Regions from separate parts of the Gossypium hirsutum genome. Here all the other regions are linked to region 3. Evidence: chromatin contacts called from public Hi-C data. All regions are on one chromosome and are shown on one strand. Each heading gives the region's core, a stretch centred on a gene start, on an enhancer-like site or on the middle of the called end of the contact. The rest is flanking DNA. Distances are from core to core; before and after follow the strand shown. Region 1 holds the start of LOC107951929 (phospholipase D alpha 4). Region 2 holds the start of LOC107950666. Region 3 has its middle 69 kb from the start of LOC107951932.

The links. Hi-C and Micro-C count contacts between places; a contact is called where the count stands out from the background.
Region 1: a contact with region 3 is called in a Hi-C map of hypocotyl, with 4 times the contacts expected there. The contact joins the promoter of LOC107951929 here to the enhancer-like site in region 3. A contact is called at or near these places in 15 of 34 Hi-C or Micro-C datasets (anther, fibers, hypocotyl and 3 more).
Region 2: a contact with region 3 is called in a Hi-C map of leaf, with 1.8 times the contacts expected there. The contact joins the promoter of LOC107950666 here to the enhancer-like site in region 3. A contact is called at or near these places in 2 of 34 Hi-C or Micro-C datasets (both in leaf).

The regions. Positions count from the first base shown.
Region 1 is chrA02:82,341,105-82,345,906 of Gossypium_hirsutum_v2.1, forward strand. It overlaps LOC107951929 (phospholipase D alpha 4), which reads right to left and starts at 2,555. Exons shown (of 4, transcript XM_016887113.2): 1 at 2,327-2,555; 2 at 1,672-2,235; 3 at 350-1,562; 4 at 1-18. The coding sequence starts at 2,413.
Region 2 is chrA02:82,225,385-82,229,981 of Gossypium_hirsutum_v2.1, forward strand. LOC107950666 reads right to left here and starts at 1,397. Exons shown (of 7, transcript XM_016885551.2): 1 at 543-1,397. The coding sequence starts at 1,121.
Region 3 is chrA02:82,471,263-82,475,495 of Gossypium_hirsutum_v2.1, forward strand. No RefSeq gene overlaps it. Among protein-coding and RNA genes, the nearest start is that of LOC107951932, 69 kb to the right of the region's middle. Within about 2 kb of position 2,984, at least 9 of the 9 cell types and tissues checked have an H3K27ac peak or open chromatin away from gene starts, as enhancers often do. A contact at or near this core is called in fibers, hypocotyl and leaf, where this site is marked.

The DNA.
Region 1 (4,802 bases), core at 1,305-3,804, 130 kb before region 3:
GAATGTATAAATCATCCACTGCAAGTTGCAACGACCATGGTTAATATTGAATCAAGATTGTCCTCTTGATACTCAATACATCCAACTAGACCAGCCTGACCTTGGATAAGGTCTTTCATATTTTGGATATGTCTGGTCCAATCCAATTTTAATTAATTTTATTTAGCTTTAACGATGGAATATAAGGATACTATCACAACATCAATCTATTGTATTTTAATATTAAACGAATAGCAAATGGTGGCATGATGGGTGGGTTTGGATTGAATCAAAATTATGAAAAAAATGTATAAATAAATAATCAAAGGTAGGGTCATTGGCAATAAAATAAGAAACGTACTGGTATTACCTATCATCACCTTGGAGTGGACATAAACCATGAACCTCCTATGCTTTTGGGCCTTCCAGTATTGTGTGGAAGGGTGAGGGGAATGTGGAGGAACGAACTCTTCTTTGCTCTCTTTTTCCCTATTTGCAAGACAAAAGAAGTTCAAGTAATCACAGGGGTGTTCTTGTCCACCGCTTTCTTTTATGGCTTCACCGATCAATCTATACATCATTTCCATGGTTTGCCTTGTCCAATGCAATATATCATGTACCGGTTCGCTCTCAGGCACTCCTTCAGGCCACATTGGTATCAATATATACACAGCAAACCTCTCTTTCGCTTTGATTTTGCTTGCCACTTTAAGTGCAATCTCTATTGGAATCAAGTTTCTACACCCTGACTTCTTATCTTTATCCCATAAATGACATCCCCCTATGAAATATTGATTTTCTATATATATGAACCTGTCAGCTCGCCTTATTGCTTCTACGTATGCTTCATGGATGCTTTGCTCCACAGTTAAGTTTTTAGACAATTGGTTCGTCGACACATGGTCGATTGATCTAAAAACTTGTACCTTCCAATTCCGGTCGTCGCTCTCGTCAGGGTTGCTTGAAGAAAAGGGCTGTCGTATGAGATTGGGTATTGAGTTTATAGGCGGTAATAAAGAAGGGTCACATTGCTTATTCCAGCGTTCCTCGAAATTGGCAAGCACATCCCAAGCAGCTTCCCCAGTGATACATGCGTGGGCGTCATGCCATGGCTCCCTTGGCCCTCCTTTGTGAAGGCTAGCCCCGGAGATGTTGGTTTGATAGAAGTCGAAACAATGAGATTCCATGTTAAGTGTTCGAAACAATGAATGTTCTTCGGTGTCGTATCGGCCGTCACAGAGATCAACTCCACCGACAAAGCTCATGATTTCTCTGTCGTTGATCAACGAACCGTAGGCGGCTCTGGTATCAACTGTCACGGTCTTTTGATGGTGAGCAAAGAGTGTGGGGAACTTATGGTGCAATCTTGGGCATAATTTGCATTCGACTTTGGTGTGTTTGAAATATGCAAAAGCGTCTTCATCATGCGTTCTCATTACTCCTTGGTTCTTGATAAATGGTAAGGAAGTTTCATCGTTCCAAAGCATAATCCTCACTGCTACACCTTCTTCAGCTTTTCGTTTCAACAATTCACCAAGTTTTACCCCTCTTGCATGTGGAATACTTGTTTCAGGATCCCGGACCTGTTTTCGAAAACATTATAGAGTAAATTCTGATTTCATGTTGTTCTCAACAATAATCATCTGAGAAGAAAAAGAACAAAAGGAAAAAAGGATTAATGATTTGAAATACCAAAGCCATATTTGGATTGAAAGACCAGCCTGCAATGTAAACCAAATGTTTAGCACCCTCAATGGCCTTATATACATCCTCCCACAGTTTTGTTGGAGCAGAAGAGAAGGAAGAAAATGGAGGCTGAAAAGCTGAGGTATGGTGGACGTCTTGATAAAGCTTCACATTGCAATCGGCGCGTTGAGGAAAAGTAGCGTTTCGAAGCCCCTGGAATCCTCTACCGTCAATCACTCTTCCCCATGTTGGTTCAAACTCCGCTGGTTTGAACCACAACATGAACCTCAGCTTTACTTCTGGACTGGTTTTACCATTTTCAAGTTGGAGAGGAAAGAAGCCATTGATCAAACTTGAGTCCATTAGTATTTGCCTTGCCTGGATGCTGAATTTGCCTAAGATGGAACACTTTGTTTTCATTGTAATGGTGATGGTTGAATCAGGTGGATGAGCACACAGAATTTGAAATGTTTGGTTCCATACACGATCTCGTTCCAGGGTTGTCTTTGCTACCTTCTTATTGTCCAGCTTGATCGTAACGTAGGTTGGCTTTCCATTTGCAATCATACACTTCAAAACAAGCAAACAAACTTGTAAGTTTGTAAAGGACATCAAAATTATTGTGATCATCGTGGAAATTAATAAAACCAAAACAACTTACATTGAAGGGAAAGGAAGGTGTGTAAGGTGTTGCATCAAAGATGGAGGCTTCAAGTGTTCCATGGAGGAACTTTTGCTTACTCTCCATTGCTATGATCCTCCAAATTAAAACAAAGAGAGATGGATGAAAAAGCTTGTAAAGGTCAGTTTTGTTTTTTAAGATGGGATATGTTTTTTGGGTATGCCCATCTTTGAGTATTTAAAGGTATAGGGTGACATCGAATTGGAAACTTGCCTTGGAGAAACTTGTGAAATTCCCCATTACTAATCCTCGAAGTCTTTAACAAGTTTTTCTCTTCAAGTTGAAGTTTACTTAAAACTCAAATCACAAGTTGAATATTTAACAATTTCTTCTTTCATTTAGACGTATGTATCTCTATACAAACATCTGCTTTGTATGGTATTGTGATATTGAACGACTTGAAAAGAAAATAGTATAGGAATTGTGAGAAAAAGGAAACATCATTTTCACCCCTTATTATTTAACTTTTTCGGAAATACGGCATGTGATGCAATGAGAAAGTACACCAGCATATCAAGGGTGACGAAAGATGATTTGATAATTTTACCCTGTTTTTACAATTTTATTTCGCAAGTCTTTTCGTTTTTTCAAGTTATTAATGAAGGCTAACAAATTAGTCGAAATGATAGTTACATTAAGATTATATTCAATTTAAATTATTATTTAATAAATAAAAAATTTATTATAAATATCTTATTAAGTAGATCTCCATCAAGATCAACATCAGTTTTGATCTACTTTAAATTCTAAGTCATTAGAAGTAAATCTTTTCTTTATTTTTATTTTTTATGCCTATAAATAGAGATTTTCGAGAAGCTTTGTAAATATTCCCATTCATCAATAAAATACATTCTTTATTGCTTCCCACATTTTCATTGTTCTTTATTCTCTATCAGTACGATTCTATTTTAATTGTTTTTCTCCATAAGTCACAAAAATATCCAAAAATTTACTATTGTCGATTGCCTCTTAGAGTTGTTGCTATTTTAATTGAGGCCTGCGCACTATGGGTAATCATTAGAGCCTTTAACCACTCAGGTACACATGAATCTCTAAATTTTTTTTATACCCTTTTATTCAAAGAAATTTATATAATCCTTACGTGGTATATTTTTCTCCTTTGTTGATTGATTTTTTGTAAAATTATTTTATGAAAAAATATTACTAATTTAATATTTCTTTTAAACTAAGATTCCTTTATTAAATTATAGTATGTATGCTATTTGGATGATCAAATTTTTTGAAGATTCAAATGTGCTTCTATGGTAGCAATATCATGATTTTTTTTTTACTTATGATTGAACAAAAGTTTTTAACCAAGAAACCTAACCATACCCTGGAGAGAATGTAACAATATGTAATAAATTCGAAAGATATAATCTTTAATGTGGATGTAGAAAATTGGACTATAATAATAGTCACGGGGGATTATCGTAATAAATTTTCTCACTACCAAAAGTGAAAAAATGAAGAAGACAAGAAAAGATCAAGAATTTCCAAGAACTTTTTAAGAAGAGAGACAATTTATTTATGAAGAGTCATTGGTTATGTACCTATTGTATACTTGGAAAATAAGATCCACTTTCAAAGTTTGCTATTAATAGATTTTAATTGGATTCAAAGTCTACTATTAAAGTTTAATTTGCTTACTTTTTTATCGTCAAGACTCAACGTAGAACAAAAAAAAAGTATGCCTTGAAATATTAAATATTTTTAAGTCTTTAAAATGTATTCTAAGCTAGACGCAAGAAAGGCTCGAGCTCCTCAAACAATAAGGAAAAAAAGAGTTGGAGTGAAAAGCAAAAGAGAGATAGTGGAAAAATGAAGCATCCACCTTGTTCTCATTTCAAGAAGAGCACTTGGAGAAATACTGTTGGTTCAGGCCTAACATACAATGTAGAGCCTGCAAACAATTTGGCCACATGGAAAGGTGAGAAAAATAAAATAAAAAAATAAAAAAAGAAATTTTACGTGGAAACCCTTTCGGGAAAAAACCACGGGCAGAGGAGAAGAAAATTCACTATGTCGAAAAATTGAATCAATACAAGAGGAATAGACTATGTCTGTTTATAGGCTTGTAAAGCCATATTCTAGTAGGATTGAAACACCTTATCCTAATCAATATAAAATAGATGAAGTTTAATAAGGTTTAAAAACCTTATTCTAAAATAAAATAAAAGAAGTCTAGTTCTATATGGATTTTACTTTTATTTTATTTTCCATCGTATTTTATTTAAATAAGAATTTGGGTCACTTAATTCTAACAATCTCCACCTTGACACAAATTCTCAATGAACAAGTTCTTTATCGCGAACTTTCAATAAACAATTTCTTCACCTCTTCCATAAAACCCCTTAAGGGTTTAACTTCAACAATGAACACCAACCAAGTTTGAGCAATGCTCAAACTTGGTTATAGGAAGTGACTTAGTCATCATATCTGCAGGATTTTCATG
Region 2 (4,597 bases), core at 147-2,646, 250 kb before region 3:
AGTTCATCTAACCTGCAATTTAATTTAGAGCGTCATCTAATCCATTTGAAATGACAAAACTTCAATAAATAATGAATTCTACAGAGCAGATCCCCATGAAGAGGCCATCCACATGGTTTAAGGGGTCATCTTAACTAAACAGCCAAAGAAAAACCTTGTTTCCTATTACCTCAATTGATTATTCTGTGTCCTAATTCAGGCTAAAAGTTTCAGATTCTCTTCATTCATCTTGTTGAACAAAAAAAAAAACACAAACTCAAATAATTTCAAATTGGATAAGTCTTAACCTTGATGGAAAGCAAAGAATACAAATTTAAACTATTGCTTGAAATAAGAAAGGACTTGATTATCTTACACTAAGAAGCAACAATGGGACTTTCTTTACTATCAAGATAACCCATAAAATAAAGCAACATTCAAAAGCAAAAATCTTAAACTACAATAATTCAATACAAATTATAAAAAGGGTAGCCTTTATTAGTACTTGTCAAGTTAATCAATAGATTAAAGAACATCAAGAAAAAAGTGGAACTTCAACAAACCTGAGCTAATGTCAATCCTTTGTTTCCATGACACTTAACAAGCTGATCGTATTGTTGCTTGATCTTCCTTTGCGTTGCACTACTCGTTGATGTAAAAGGGTACAAACAAACCAGCTGGGGCTTGACCTGAGAACCCGAACAACTCTGACCTGGTTCTTCCCTTTTCTTTCTGTCTTCCTCATTTTCTTCTTCGCCTTTGGAATCCAATCTCTTCTTCTTTCCTCTTTTCTTTTTCTTCTTCGCGCTTTGAGATTCAAACAGGTCCCCTTCTCGAACCGACCCAACTTGCCTCGTTTCTTCCCTAGGATGGCTTTCACCTGTAAACAAATCAGCCCATTGTGTAGAATCAGAAGGCAAGATCTCTAGCAGAAGCGAATGGGGAAATTGGGTGGAATCGTTTTCCCGAGTTTGGGCATTTTTATGGGAGAGAGAAGGGTTGGAAAGGGCCGGTTCATTCTGGGATTTTCCTTGTTCGTCTTGTGGATGTTGTTGCTTATGGAGCCTTTTCTTATAGTAGAAAGAAAATAAAAAGAACAGGAAAGAGAGAGCGAAAGAGAAGAGAAAGCAGACGAAAAACATTTGTAGGGATTATTAGTTTTTTAGTTTATGAAACAAAACTAAACATAAAAAAAAAAGGAAAAGTAAAAGGAATGAATGAATGAATGAAAGAAAAACTAGAGAGGAATAATATTTCAAGGTTCAGCCGCCATCAAAACGCGTCATCAGGACTGGCAAAAAAAAAAGCAGGAACAAAGAGAAAGATATAGAAGTGTTGGATGTTCTGTTGTACGTTGCTCCTAATGGTTCAAAACGAGAGGGGCAAAGGCGAAGGCAGTGTTTGTAATTGTGTAATACGATAATGGTTTTGGGATAATATAATCATAATAAATTGGGTAAATTACCAAAATATCACTTTTGTTTACCCAAAGTTACATTTTAGTCACTTATGTTTGAAATATTACGATTTAGTTACTTATATTAACGTGTTGTAACATTTTAGTCACTGAGCCGTTAATGATACGATAAGCCAAGGTGGAATGTTAAAACTAGTCCCTATACTTTTATTTTTTAAAATAATTTACTTTTTTTCTTTTTATTTCTTTATTTTCCTTTTCTTCTTCCCCTCTAATTTTACTAAATGGAAAATATAGAAAAACTACTTTCAAAAAAATGGAGAAAGGAAGAAGCAAAAGAGAATGAAAAATAAAGAAAAAAAAAAGAAGTTAAAAGAACATAAAAGAAAAAAAATTTAATTATTCAAAACGAAAAAAATATAAAAACTAATTGTATTATTTAACCTAAAATTTTTATTTAAAATAATAATTTAACGTGTGTGATGTGAGTGAAGTAAATAAAAATATTAAAATAGTTTACACTAGTAAATTTTGGCTAAGTAGTTTTAATTTTTAAAGCCGTTGATTAAGGAAAATGATCTAAGTGGTACTGCCCACCCAATATGCTAGTCAAAGGGATTGTTGTGTTTCGGTTTTGGTCCTTAAATATAATAGATTAAAATATGCATACTTCCCTTACTTTTTTATATATTTATTTTAAGAATTTAATATTTCAATTTTTCTAATTTCAACATTCACGTCTCATTATTAATTATGTTTATATTCTTTTCTTAAATTTGCTAGTTTAACATTTTAAAATAATAAAAAATACTTACTTGATCATCTCCAAAAATAATATAACATACTTAAATCAAAAAATTTAATAATATTAACAATTGAATTTATATTTTTAAATTTAAAAAGTAAAGAGATTTACGCTAAAAATATCGTTGACTTTCCTATTGACTCCATCTAAAATTATATCTTGACCATTCATTCTCAACACCTTGTGGTGAGATCATCCGTTCTCAGCACACTATAAAAGGTCCAGTTAGGCATAACAATCTCGTACTGATTAAATGAATAACATAATGGGCCTCACGATGTACGTCTTTCACACATTGGATGAGGATAATTTTTTTCATGGCAAGCAATTGTCCTCTTGTCCTAGCTCTAGCTCTCAACTTTTTCACATCATTCGCCCTCCTTAAAACTGCCACTTACTCCTCCTTACTCTTCTTTCTTCCTATACTTTGTATCAACAATTGTCAAAAGTCTCATTAGCAAAAATATAGCTTAAATTTTGCATGGCCTAATATCGGCATAAATTAGAAACTAAAAAATAATAATAATGTTACTTTACCATTAGTGTAACCATTAGTGTAATGATAAATGGTTTATGTTGTTTTAAGTACTTGTTGACACCAAGGTGTTGTTTGATACATTAAAAAATTAAGTACTGAATTTAAGTTATAAATTTATTTGATATATTACTTAAAATTAATTATAGAATATAACTAGATTATTTGAAATATATATTTTTAAATTATAAAAATTATATTCTATATTTTATCCTTAATTTTTAAACATTTCACCTTGTTCTAAACAAAAGAAATTAATGTAAATTTTTATATTATAATATAATATTAAAATAAATAAATATAAAATTATTTTTTTTATACAACAAGTCTATCAAATTTTTTTATTTTGATTTACCAAATGTGTGTAAAAAAATAAATCATTAAAAATATTAAATTTTAATTATTTTTTTCAATAATCCATCAAACAAAGCTCAAATGTTACGTTTAAATCTAAATAACCCAAGTGTTACGTTCAAATCTAGATAATATAAGGTTTAGTTTAACAATGCTTCTCAAAAACACTTCTAGGGAGAAACCAAAATTTTCAGCTTCTCAAAAAAGTACTTTTAAGCCGCTTTTTGGCGTGTGAAAAACACTTTTTTCTCTAAAAAAAATCGTTTGTTTAGAAATACTTTTTAAAAGTGTTTCTTAAAAGTAATACTAAACACATCCTATTTGACTAAGAAAATCAAAAAAAAAGTAGCATTTAATTTGATTATTACTTAAATTTATTTGGTGGTCTAATTTACGTTATCCTGTTTGCAAATTAAAAAATTATAATTATTTTAATTAAATTTTAATTTTATTTAATTTAAAATTTAATTTAATTTTTTATAATATAAAAGTAAATAATTTATGTTTAAGTTAGTAAAAAGAATTTCAAATGATATATTTAAATAAAATTAAAAATCAGATGGAAAAATTGGACCCAAACCAATGAAATTTGATTCGATTTTGGTTGGAATTTTGAAAAACCAATGTAATCACAACTTTTGGCGGAAACTAATATTTTGGACAACCCCTTACCTCAATAAAAGATGATAATTTTAATAAAAATTATTTAAATATTAGTTATGAAAGTTGAAACGTGAAGAAGCACATGTTATCAATAAAATAACTATTTATAATTTTTTAATACCAAATGAGAAAACGTGTTTTTACTGTTATGTCAGTAAAAATGTGTCTTACAGAGTATATTTTCACTTAAGATTAATAATTTAACTTCTTTAGTTAAATGGTTAAATGTTAATATTTTTTGTTTTTTTGGCTTCCTTTGGTTTAGCTTTTAATGTCAGTGTGGTGCAATTGGGGTAGATAATTGCTATCAAACTCAATGATTGCTTGTTTGGTTCAGCATTACAGTACAGTCAAAATTTATTTCAGCCACACTGATAGGCTCAAAAGTGATTGAAAATTTCAGCAGTAATTAAACTCAATAAAGCAGTAGATATTTTTAGCAGACAAAAGTACTAATACTTTTATTTATTATTTTATCATTTCATCCTTGAAAATTAAACTAATTTCTTTCCCAACCTTTTTTGTTTTCAAATTTAGGAACAAAACAGCCACTTGTTTTTTGAAAGCTAAAACAGTGATTATTGTTAGTTTCTCCCCCTTTTTTTTTGCTTTGTTATTGGTTGTGGTTGCTATTTTTTTTTTTGCCTAAAGGTTAATTTTTATATATTTGTGTTGAGTATGGTATCATGTTCATGTTATGTTTTCATCTCGTTTCTAAATTTTCCAAGTTTAGATCGGATTATTGATCAGCTGGGGGTATCTGCAAATATGAGTTGTAGTTTCCACTTCTACAATGAATACAAAAATTTAGCTTGTAGTTGAGAATTTTTTAAGAATTTTTTAG
Region 3 (4,233 bases), core at 1,734-4,233:
TGCGTTGGGTAAGTGCAATTAACGTTTTATTGCTAACTTTGGGTTAATGAATCATTGTTAACCGGGTCGACTGGTCTTTAGGAGATAATCAAAGAGCTGGAGATCTTTGATTGATGTGCGAAGTGGGTGAAACCCCGATTGTGCGACTGAAGGTAACATTTTGTGAGTTAGCATTTGGTCTTTCTCGTGCGTTTTCATTTGAGCATATCTTTAAGTGACTAATTTGGCATTATATTGGTTTAATGAAGGTTCTGGAGTGCTAGTGGTCGTTTTAGTTTCGAATCAATACCAGGCGTGTACCTGAGAACACAGAAAACGAGAATCTGACGAACGTCGAAAAACAAATCTGTGAACGTCACACAAGCGTGTGGTCACCGGTTTGGTAGGCCATGTGACTGAACACGGATATGTGAATGATGAGCTAAGCCATGCGCGCATGACACAGCTGTGTGATGGCCGGCGAGGTTGTGTGCGAGACACGGGCTCGGCCAATTAAGCCGTGTGGGCCACACAAGTGTGTGGGGTTTTTGGGCCAAGCCGTGTGATCTACACGGCCAAGGCCAATTTGGGTCATGTGGGCCCACACGGGCAGGCCACATAGGGGTGTGAGCTCATTTTTTTGAAATAATTTGTAAGGTTGCACGAGTCACCCAAGTTGACTGTGGACCTACTGTAGGGTCGGTAAGCATTACTTAGACCCCTAAACGAGAATCCTGACTGTCTGATTTCTGTACTAAGCATGAACTATGATATGAATTAATTGTATGATCTGGTAAAATGCATATTAGCATGTCATATTTGTATGTTGCATTGCATCGGGGTTGGGTTGATGTTTTGGAGGAAGTATTCTAAAAGGCTCTTAAGCCTGATATCTGGTAGCTCAGCTGCAATTATCTAATAATGTGCCGTATTTCGATATAGCATGGTGTGTAGGGATGGGTGGGTTGAATTTATCCCCACATGGTGTGTAGGGTTGGACGGAGATGGTGTGTAGAGGCTGGTGGGTAAGACTCTATTATACTATTCTGTATCTAATTTTATACCTGAGTGGGCTAAGGTCCACATTGATTCTGTAAAGGGCTAAGGCCCGATCTATATATAAATACAAGATTGATTTCGGATATGCACTGTGTGTATATTTTCTGTGGGGTTTACACACTGAGTTTGTGGAAACTCACTCCTTCCTGTTTAATTTGTTCAAGTAATCCCCAGCATTAGGTGGATCGGTGCAGCGGAGGTCTCGGCAGTCACCACCACGATTTCGTACTATATTAATGCAGTTTTTCTTAATTATTTGTTTCCTCTTTTAATTTGGGTTTTACTTTGTAATTTCTGGGACTTTGGACTATCTGGTTTTAACTCGGTTTTATACTGTTGATGTTTTATTTTTGACAAGCATGATCAAAACTCTACTTTCACTAAAAACAAATAGTTTTTCTTATAAACTAAGGCTTTCAAAAATTAATTACAGGTTTCCCTAAAATTGTATGTTTTCAAAGCTTCCGCGAAAAAGAGATACGTTTTAATCATAACAAAGATTAAGTAACTGAAGCGATTTTTACTCGTCAAGTACAATATCAAAAGCACTATCATGAAACAACACCAGATTTGGCCATAACGTCTAGGCTGGGTTTGAGGTGTTACAATCATACTTTGAAACTTAAATGACAATGTACCAAGGTCAAATCAACATACTTTATATGAATTTCATATCCATCATTTGCCCATATAGATATCATAATTCCATCTTTCTTATCTTTTATTGTTCTTGATGAAACATCGTAAAACAACTAAATACACAGGTGCAAATCAGATCTAATTCTCGTTCGAGCTAATTATATACATCAGTGTTAGATTACCCATCCGGACTAAACCTTTATCGACACAATAAATAGCCTTGGTAGCCTTGGTAGGGCTGTATATAAATGTAAGGTTACCCGTCTAGGTAAACTAGTAAAACGACATCAAGTTACTCATATGAGCTAAACTTGTATCTGATGTATCTTCGAGTTCACCACAAATGCTGGAGCTCGGGATCATAAAAAATCAACCTCTAACTATGTACTAATTCATAAACAATCCAAACTTTCAATAGAACATATATATGCATTTAGACACAACTTAACAACAACTTAAACTTGTTTATATTGTATGAACTTACCTGGAAAAACAGCAATAGTTTAGCCATCAGGGATTATTTAGTAATTTTCTATTTTCCTCGTATATCCACTAGTTATTGTAAATCTCGATCTAAATCATATGACATTTCAATTTAATCTATCGAATAATACTTCATGTTTTACATTTTATTCAATTTAGTCCATAAAACAAAAAATGTTATAACTTTCTAATTTGAGATCTGATTTCGAAATTGATCTCAAATCCATCCTCCTATAGCCCATTAAAACCTATATTTATAAAAATTTCATGAAAATTCAAAATTATTACACTTTAGTCCCTAAGTTCAAAACTAGTAACTTTTATTTTACAAATCAAGTCTTTTTCTTCATATCTAAACTTCAAATCTAACCAAATAACCAAAAAAAAAAACTTCAATAATACATTAATTGTAAATTTTATAAAATTTATTTTTTTTTCAAAATAGTCTCTAGGCTAGCTAAACCAAGCTCTCAGAATCTCAAAAACATAAAAATTATAAGAAACGAGCTTGAAATCACTTACCAATTGAAAGAACAAAACTTGAAAAATGTTAGAACCCTAATTTCATTTTCCTTATCGTGATAAAGATGAAGATGATTAAAAATGGTCTCATCTTTTCCTTTTTAATTCCTTATATACTTTGATTAAGATTATTAAACCTTAAAAAAAATATTGCGAGACATTTGGTTCTTGTTTTCCGGTGTGTGGAGTCCATCTTTATTCTTTTGTTTAGGATAATTGGATGGTTGTTTTGTAGTGTTAGTGGTGGGTGGGTCCTACAAACGGTGTGATCTCATTTTAGGTACAGTGGCGGGCCGCTCGAGGAAGTATGATTGTTGTGTACGTGAATGACTATGAATCGACTAAGTTGCATCTAGGTCCTGGTTGATAGAGTTTCTTGATAAGTTTTGTTGTTCTCTAAGTAATTTTTTTATGTTCTTTTAAAAATTATGTGGTTCTTGTATGGTTCTTTACGTTAACCTTGCGTGGTTCTTTGTCATCTTCTACATGGATGCCATTAATAAATCTTTTGACTTTTTTACAATAAATATTAAATAATTGTACTTTTTCCTAGTGTAATTCTATCTTCTTTGGCTTTATGTTTATATTAGGATTCTTAGCTTTTCTTGTGGCTTTCAGCGTTGTTAGGTCTTGGCCCTGTTTCTGTGCCTTTGTGCCTCTGTTGACTTTTGTCAGGCTATGGAATGAAACATTGTGTTCTCTCTTGTTTCTATGAATGAAAGAGATTGTTGGAGTATTCATCATGTTTCTTGAATCTCGAGTGGTGGTTTTTCAATTTCCTGAGTCAGGTTGTGCTTTTTCATCCTTTCTTGGGGTCTCCTTTGGGTGCCAGTATAGAATAGGATTTTAACAGACTATTAAAAAAATTAAATTCCTTGAAGGAAGAAAGAATAAAGATCTTTTACACAAATTCGGGCTCCAACATTTCCCAGGGTTTCGAGGCTTATGCTATAGGAAAAATATTGTCCATTGAAAAGGTTAATCATGAAGCTATGTATCGAGTATTCAAGTCAATCTGGTACACAAAAGAGGAGGTTAACTTTGTGGTGACAAAAGAAGGAGTTATTTTGGTTAAGTTTTGGAATGTGGAAGATGATACCGTCGGTAACGTTACTGGAAGAACAAGAAATGAAGAAGAAAGAACTAAGAGAGGAAGAGATGAAAGCAGTTGAGATAAGAGAACCAAGAAGGGAGAATAATTCAATTTTTCATAATACCCCTCATGTCTGTGATACGGGGTTAAAAGAGTGCAGCACAAACACACAGATAGTGTCAATACAAACAGGACAAAACTCACCATTTAAAGAAAACAAAACAGACAAACGCAGCGTTTGACGCATGATAATTAGAAATTAAAAATAGTGTGAAATAAACAGAGTTGAAACCATGGCCTTCCATTTTGGTCTGTATCAGTTACTCCCTTCTCGAACAGGATCCGTGTCCTTAAGGATGAAAATTAGGATATCGCTTCTGTAATGCTTGTAGATCCTCTCATGTTGAGTCTTCAAGGTAGGTGTTGAACCATTCAACCAGCACCTTTATTGTCGCACG